Regions from separate parts of the Zea mays genome. Here region 1 is linked to region 2. A link is a contact called in public Hi-C data. All regions are on one chromosome and are shown on one strand. The core of a region is the stretch at or near the end of the contact, and the rest is flanking DNA. Distances in the headings are between cores, read along the strand shown. Region 1 holds the start of LOC103633646 (long chain base biosynthesis protein 1a-like). Region 2 holds the start of LOC100857099 (guanine-nucleotide-exchange protein).

Region 1 (4,038 bases), core at 167-2,666, 160 kb before region 2:
GACGGGCCTCAATCCTGAGTCGGGCTGGCCAGCCATAGATTTGTGGCTATGGGCAGCCATAGGGGTCCTCGCCTTGATCCATCAAAATTGGGTACCCTATATTTAAGGTACTGACAAATAGGATAGGGTATATTCTTGGTTACAACAAATGACTAATCACATCCAGATATCGTGTGGTTTTGATGTCGCAAACACCTTCATAATTATCTCTGAAGATAATAGGAGATGTGCTCCACAAATAGAAACGAGTTATATTAAGACTAATATGTTTAAACATATTTCTCCTAAATTTCTCTATCCTTACGAACTTTAGAATAAGGTGAGGTAAAAATCATGCAAGTCAAATTTTATGACAATTTAACTGATTTAAAATCCTTACTCGTAACCATATTAAAAAAATATGTTCAAAGTATAGAGATGAAATATTTGAGAGACCTACAAACTTCAGAGGGAGAAGACCCTGAATGTTATCCCTCGCTACTCGAGGCATGAGTTAATCATAATATTTACCTAACACAGAGTGCTAAGAAAATCTATAAAATATTATGTGGGCTAACACCGAACATATCCTTAAGTGACTCTATTTTTTATATAATAAAGATGTATGCTTTATAATAAATAATAAGATAACAAATTATTTATTATTGTCTCTTGCCTGTTTTGGTGTTTACGTTGTCAAAGTAAAGAAACAGAGAAATAATTTATCCGTTCTAAATTAGTATTCACTTTAGCATTTAGTTTTTATGTCTATATTTAAATATATGATACTAAATCTATATATATATATATAACATATATGTTAATTATTATATGAGTTCACTAAATATTCGAAACGAATTTTATTTTGAGACGGATGAAGATTTTTTCTTACGCTCTAATAAAAGATTTAAAGATCTCAATCTAGAATTTAGGACGACACCAAGTCCTGTCCGTCGAGGCTGCGACCCTGCTACAAGGAGTAGTTCTACCTCTGAACTGAAGTCAGTCATGAGCTGCCATCAGCCAAGTCGCAGGCGGTTAACTAACCACTGATTATAAAAGTTTATAAGTAAATCCCAACACAAGATATAGAGAGTGGACCACCGGAGTCGTAACAGAAAAATATCATCAGCCAGGATTGACCACACGGATCATCATTGGATCAACGCTGGCTGGCCCGGACTCCCAGTCGAACGAAACGAAAGGGACGATCGTCGCAGCCGCAAGGCCAGACAGACGCCGAGCCCAGCCAGCGCCAGCCGAAGACGACCGCCGCCCGGGAGCCAGCCCAATCAAACCCATCGCCCATCGGTCTCCTCTCTCCCTCTTTGTCCACCGCGTCGTCGTCTCGTCTCCCTCCCCGCCCCTCGTATATTAACAGCCCCGTCGTGACTACACTGACCACCGCCTCGAATCCATCGCTCCGCTACTCGAACCAGACTCATTGGTGCATACTCCCGCGTCCCGCCTGGCTCCGGGGTCCATTCGTCGACCCATCTCCGGCGAAAGCTTACCTCTACTACCACTGAAGCGAAGGCGTCACATCGGAAGAATTGTAGCTGTTTGTCCTCCTCTTCCCGACAGCGCAGAGCGGAGATCCGACCGGACCTGGGATCGATTCCTTCCTTTTCTCGGTAAGGAAGCCCTAGCTTTGCTTGGATGAGCCTTTGGTGTTCTCCTGCTGGATCTTACCAGTGCTGCCAATCAAACCAGAGTCTCTGTCGCTGGGATGGGGGTCTCTCCAGGCCGTCCAATTCGTTACGGATTCCCTTGCTGTGTGCCTGTGTCCTGTGTGCAGGGGAGCAATAGATAGTGGCCTGTTTGTTTCCCGATAATTCGAGAGGGGTTTAGCTGAACCCACGAGTTCCTCCACGTTAAGCCCGCCGCGCCTGGTTCGGCGATCGATCTGACTGATGGAAACTGCTTGGTTGGCAGATTCTGGGCGCTAACGGTTCCTGAGGGAAGCTCCTGGGGACATGGACATGGCATTGCCCGTTGTGAATGCCACAGCGGCGGTGCTCGCCCGTGTCTCGGCTGCGTTCAATGCCCCACTTGCCCGTGCAGTCGTCTTCGGGGTCCATATCGATGGTAAATCCCTCTTTCCTCATGGATTCATAAGACGGGTCGGCGGCTTAGTGTCTCACATTCAGTCGCGACGGGATTTTCCAGGGCACTTGGTCGTGGAAGGGCTTCTTATTGCAGTCATCGTGTTTCAGCTCTCCAGGAAGAGCTACAAACCACCAAAGAAACCACTTACTGAAAAGGTCAGGACGTCATGTGTTCTTATCGTTCGTAACTACTAGAACCAGACAATTCTTAATACTGTAAAGTATTGTTCTCGTCGCCTGTTCATGAAGCATGTCACTGAATGCCAGCATTTTGTCTCTGCAGGAGATTGATGAGCTATGTGATGAGTGGGAGCCAGAGCCGCTATGCCCTCCAGTCAAGGAGGGGGCTCGAATTGATACTCCAATGTTGGAAAGGTTTGCACTATAGCTTGGTTTTCAATGGAGTTGTACCAGATTGTTAGTTCAAATCAGTAGTTGACCCATTGGTGTTGGAAATTTAGCAGCCTAAGGAATTTTTGCTTAAAGTAAATTCACAATTAAATAGGGTATGCTGTGGTTGTTGTTGCATGAGTAACCCTACATTATCATTTCATATCTATGGATTAACTGGGCGATCTCACTCTTCAAGTTGTGGGAGCGTTAGTTCAGTTCTTATACTAGTTTCACTTAACTTAATAGTGCCATGTGTGGGACCTATTGTTTTGGAACGTTTACTTTCTAGATTATATGACATTTAAACCATTTACTTATGAATAAGCAGCAAGGGACACATTGAACCACAAAGAATTTCATTTTCCCTTGCTACCCAGATGTCTACATAGCTACATGCTTCTTGGATTGTACTCTCTCTTTTCTGATATCAGTATGCATCTAATGTAATAATGTATACTTCTGGATGTATATTGCTAATCTTATTTCTTAGGAGGGATTCATGACATCACAATATAAGCTTGTACCTTCATATAGTTGTCAATGTAATGTTGTTTCTTTGGATACATTGCACTAATAAAACAGAAGTTTCATTGATTTAATGTTGTTTCTTAGCTCTTAGGATGTATTGTGCTAATAAAACAGCAATTTCGTCAACGATATGCTCCCTAGTCTGTAGTTATAGGAATAGCTATTGAACATCCCTTGTGATAGCAGTGCTCTATCTGAAGATACTACTATACATGGGATATTCTTTTTGATGAATATCTCCTGAAATCCATTTGAGTTATCTATGTATAGCATTTAAGTTGCCAGAACTTTTCTTCAGGCATTTCTGGTTTTGTGTTACAAACATGCATGCAGTATGGGTTACAAATGTTTACCATGTGAAGTAGTTGTGATTGCATCATATATGAACTTCTGAGGATCAGCATTAACCCTTCTATTCTGCTTTTATATAGTGCTGCTGGACCACATACGATTGTTGATGGTAAAGAAGTTGTGAACTTTGCATCAGCAAACTACCTCGGTTTAATTGGCAATGAGAAGATTATTGTAAGAGACAAGTCTATTGCTTGACAATGTTTCAACATTTTTTTGGAATATCTAAACAAAATGAATGAATTTCAGGATTCTTGCATTGGTTCACTGGAGAAATATGGTGTTGGGTCTTGTGGTCCACGTGGCTTTTATGGAACAATTGGTTTGTACTATCATCCACAGTCAATGACCTTGGTTGCCAGTATAGAGGATGAACTTAACTTTCCAATGTATTCTTGCAGATGTCCATCTTGACTGTGAGTCAAAAATAGCTAAATTCCTGGGCACTCCAGACTCCATTCTGTATTCATATGGGATTTCTACAATATTCAGTGTGATACCTGCCTTTTGTAAGAAAGGAGATATCATAGTCGCGTAAGTTCACCTTATTAAAAACTATGAAATTCACAAGTATTTATTAAACTTTGACTTGTTTGTTTATTGATGTTCACAAGCTTGGCCTTTTAGACATCATGAATTTACCCAGCTTAGCTTTAGCAACATTGTCGCCTCTTTCTTG
Region 2 (3,823 bases), core at 852-3,351:
GGGGGGGGGGGCTTTAGCAACAAATTAGGCAACAGTCTATATATTATTATATTTGTAAGCTCATCAATTTTTCCAGTGACAACACTTATAGAATCTTGGTTCTCCTAGCACAACAGTTTGTGCATGAAGGAGGCTGACTGTGAATTGTCATTGCGAAAAAATGAATGTAGACTTTGTTGCTGAAAAGCTAACTACCTATTACTATCCACATGAATGCATTGTAATTTTATCATTTCTGTTCTGACAATACCTAGTCCACCCAATAGAAGAAATACTTGCACATTTGTGTATTGTAAGCTAAAACATGTTCCCTACTGCCAATTCCAGCTATATTCTTCTAGCCATTGATCACTTTCCAGTCAAGTAGTTTCATTCAATTGCCAATGGTAGTTCTTGCAGTACAAACAAAGCCAGATGGAGCATGAATCCAATTAACCAAATAATACAAGTATACAACAAAGTGCATGAAAATTAAAAATCAATAGCGTCTTTAGAGAATAACTCTCCAAGTTCCTTTTTTCCAGGACATCAAAGAAAGTTCATTAGGTTTCTATTTCATTTCAACGTCTAAACAATGAGCAGTGTGACATCAGTTCAATCCCTGCCAGATGCAATTAGGAATTCAAGTATTTTTTTCTAAATTTGTTGACATAGGCATACATCGAAACACTATCACCATACCAATTCAGTGCCTAAACCTTTTGTGCCACCTTTTCAGTTTTCATGCAATAAAGCGACACACGAATTATTGTTCAATACTGGTACAACATTTACACAAATTCAGAAGAGCATTAAACTTGTTTGTCAAAAGTTTCAGTAAGTGCTTATGTTACCTCTCACTGGTCCGGAACACAGCCCCAGCATTTTCAAGCAAGATCTTGAGAAGCTCAAGAGCAAGGATCTTTCCCCGCATTACTATGGGATCTGCTGGTGCATCCTTGGGTGGTGTCTTCATGGAAAGCTTACACAAAGCCCGGAAAACTAAGAAAGCATCCCTCCGTAACTTGTTCCCAATTCTCACATCAGCATCATCGTCCAAGGTGCCAACCACTGCCCCCTCGACACCAAGCTCATCTTTACGACCCTCAATAGCTGTTTTGTACATGCTGATCTCCCAGTACTTGGCATCAAGCATGTCCTTATCTGTTGAATCAAGCAAATCCGCTGGGTTTGCCCCTTCCTCTGCCGCTGCCGTTGTCTCAAATGCACCATCATGGGCAACGGTGGGTCCTGCCCCTGCTGATGAAGTTGTCCGAGCCAGAGGTGTGAGTGCACCATCGAAGTCACCAATGATCTTCGAAATGAATCCCTGTACAACGTTGGGGTCAGCAGTGGGCGAGGAGCCCGAAATTGCATCAGGTAGCTCAATCACATCAGCCACGACTATGGGTTGTACAGGCACGGTCGAGGAGTCAGCTTCCATTCGGCGGAACACAATCACCAGCATCTGCACAAGCGAAGCCTTGGCAGTGGCTTGATTGACGGCACTACGGCTCCCGAGGTACATATCATAACATGCGCGCACGGCACGTAGAAGGCAATCGCCGTGGAGGCGTACAGACGTAGAGGTGACCGCCGAGAGGAGTGTCTTGAGGAGGAGGAGCTCAATGTGCTCGTCATCAAGGCCAAGCGCATTGCAGGCGGCGTCCAGGAGTGAGGCGACGAGCTGTGCTGAGGGATCAGCAGATGGGTCGGCCTCGCCATGGATGTAGGAGTGTGCGATCAGCCTGTGAAGGAGCTCCAGCGCGGCCTCGGCGAGCTTGGCGCTGCCCGAGCCGAGTGCCGAGATCACAGGGGCGAGGAGCAGCTCCGAGTCCGCGAGCGACAGGCTGCGCAACGGACCAGGCTGTGCGGAAGAGGAGGTCGGCGTCGAGGGGGAGGAGGTCGGCGTGGACGGCGCCTGCGCCTCGGCTGCGGGCGGCGGCGGGGGCTTCTGGAGGCGGTCGAGGATGGACTTGGCGGTGTGCGAGAGCTTGGAGTGCGCCTTGTTGCGCCACGAGGCATTTTTTATGAGCTTCTCGAGGAAGGGGGAGAAGATCTCGACGAGGCGCGGGTCGGACTCCGGCGGGGTTGGCGGCGGCGCCGCAACCGCGGAGGCCATTATTCCGCGGCGGGATCCGGTAGCCGCGGTCGCGCCGCGCCGCGTGGATCTGGATCTGGGCGGGGCGGGGGTTTGAGGTGGTTTGGATCGGGGAGTGGGGCGTCGGTTGTCGTGGATAGAGATGGGAGGGGAGGGGACTCAGGGGAGGGGAGGGGAGGGGAGGGAGAAAGATGGTTGGACGCCGAGCTAGCTGGTGACCTGGTGTACTTCGCATTTGTATATTGCAGTAGGAAAGGATCGGAATCGGGCTTGTTACTCTCCGTATGTATTTTACGCAAATGGGGCCTAGATCAAATGGTGGTCTGGAGTCTGGACATAGGCTAAATTTAGAGTGTAATTTAGAATTTTTTACCTATTGATTAATATTTTTTATGATGATTATATTAAGAGTCTTCATTCTTCAAGTTTAGTTTCGCTATATGGGCCTGGTCCATGTAAGTATCGGGCCTGTGTGGAACCAAAGGCTCGTCAAGCACACTGATCGCAGAGATCCAGCCATGCAAAATTCGCCGTGACAACCTTCTCACCATTCGCACATTACCCTCTCTCTCTCTCGTCTCTCCCCTCTCTTTATTATTACTAGTAGCACGCGAAAAAATTGGTCCCAAATGCAGTGTTAGAAGTAATAAACAATTTGGAGAGACAATCGTCTACGATTTGATCCAAGAATTTCCGTACGTAATAGATAATCTTGTACTTGAAATTTTTGTCTTCCTCCGTGGTTTCCTCTCTTTCTCGGCTCGTTGAGAAAAAAAAGACAGAAGAAATGGGATTCATATCGGGAGTCGTAATGGGGATGATCGTCGGCGTCGCCCTGATCGCAGGCTGGGCACGCGCCATGGCTCGCCGCGCCGCCAAACGCAGCAACAAGGTAGGTGCCGCTACATCATTCCGATTCGATGTATGCGATCATAAAAAGTTTCGATCTTCATCCTTCGGTTATCTGGTCTTGATTTTTCTGCCTTTGGGTGTTGTTAAATACAGATCGGTTGTTAAAAGTGTGCTGTATGCCTTTGATTGAATTTGTGCATTATTGATTGGGATAAATTTCAACATAATGGCATGTTTTGAAACAGGCTGCGGTTATCAGTTCGTTGGGATCTCTCAACCGTGAAGACGTGAAGAAAATATGTGGAGAAAGTCTTCCCCAGTGGATATCATTTCCAGAATACGAACAGGTGAAATGCTACCTGCCTTGGTGTAGATATAATCATGGAACCGTAAAATGTCCCGTGATATCAAGCTATTGACTATCGCATAAGTTATCTGAATTTTTATTGTTGTAATTGCTAGACAAAAACTTCCGCAGAGAGAAAACTTTTTGCAGCCCATATCTATGAACTTCATAACTCTTCGATGCATAAAACCTGGGAAATGACACATCCACCTATTCCATATCTTGCTGTTGCTTCTCCTACAGTATACATGCCCCCTTGATCTGTTGCTTGCATGTTTCCCTTGTTATATATTTTTTTTGGTTCTCCTTTCAGGTCAAATGGCTCAACAAACAGTTGAGCAAGCTTTGGCCCTTCGTGGAAGCGGTAAGATTGATAGCTTTGGTTTCTTCAGAAAACTTCATTATGCGGGCAAACAGTTTAGGACGAAGTTACTTACATTTTAAGAAACATACAGATCTACCGTTTTGATGCCAACAACCGTCCTTATTCGCAGTTGCATCTAATTGCAGGCAGCAACCATGGTCATCAGGGATTCTGTCGAACC

The links. A called contact is a pair of places that touch in the nucleus more often than the background predicts.
Region 1: a contact with region 2 is called in a Hi-C map of leaf, with 6 times the contacts expected there. The contact joins the promoter of LOC103633646 here to the promoter of LOC100857099 in region 2. A contact is called at or near these places in 10 of 25 Hi-C or Micro-C datasets (bundle sheath, ear, leaf and 3 more).

Annotation. Positions count from the first base shown.
Region 1 is chr1:34,758,953-34,762,990 of Zm-B73-REFERENCE-NAM-5.0, reverse strand. LOC103633646 (long chain base biosynthesis protein 1a-like) reads left to right here and starts at 1,416. Exons shown (of 13, transcript NM_001346710.1): 1 at 1,416-1,613; 2 at 1,915-2,067; 3 at 2,149-2,243; 4 at 2,371-2,462; 5 at 3,440-3,533; 6 at 3,609-3,681; 7 at 3,761-3,893. The coding sequence starts at 1,956.
Region 2 is chr1:34,594,889-34,598,711 of Zm-B73-REFERENCE-NAM-5.0, reverse strand. It overlaps LOC100857099 (guanine-nucleotide-exchange protein), which reads right to left and starts at 2,101. Exons shown (of 11, transcript NM_001254773.1): 1 at 834-2,101. The coding sequence starts at 2,101. LOC103633613 (synaptotagmin-5) reads left to right here and starts at 2,574. Exons shown (of 11, transcript XM_008655335.4): 1 at 2,574-2,972; 2 at 3,178-3,279; 3 at 3,592-3,642; 4 at 3,789-3,823. The coding sequence starts at 2,868.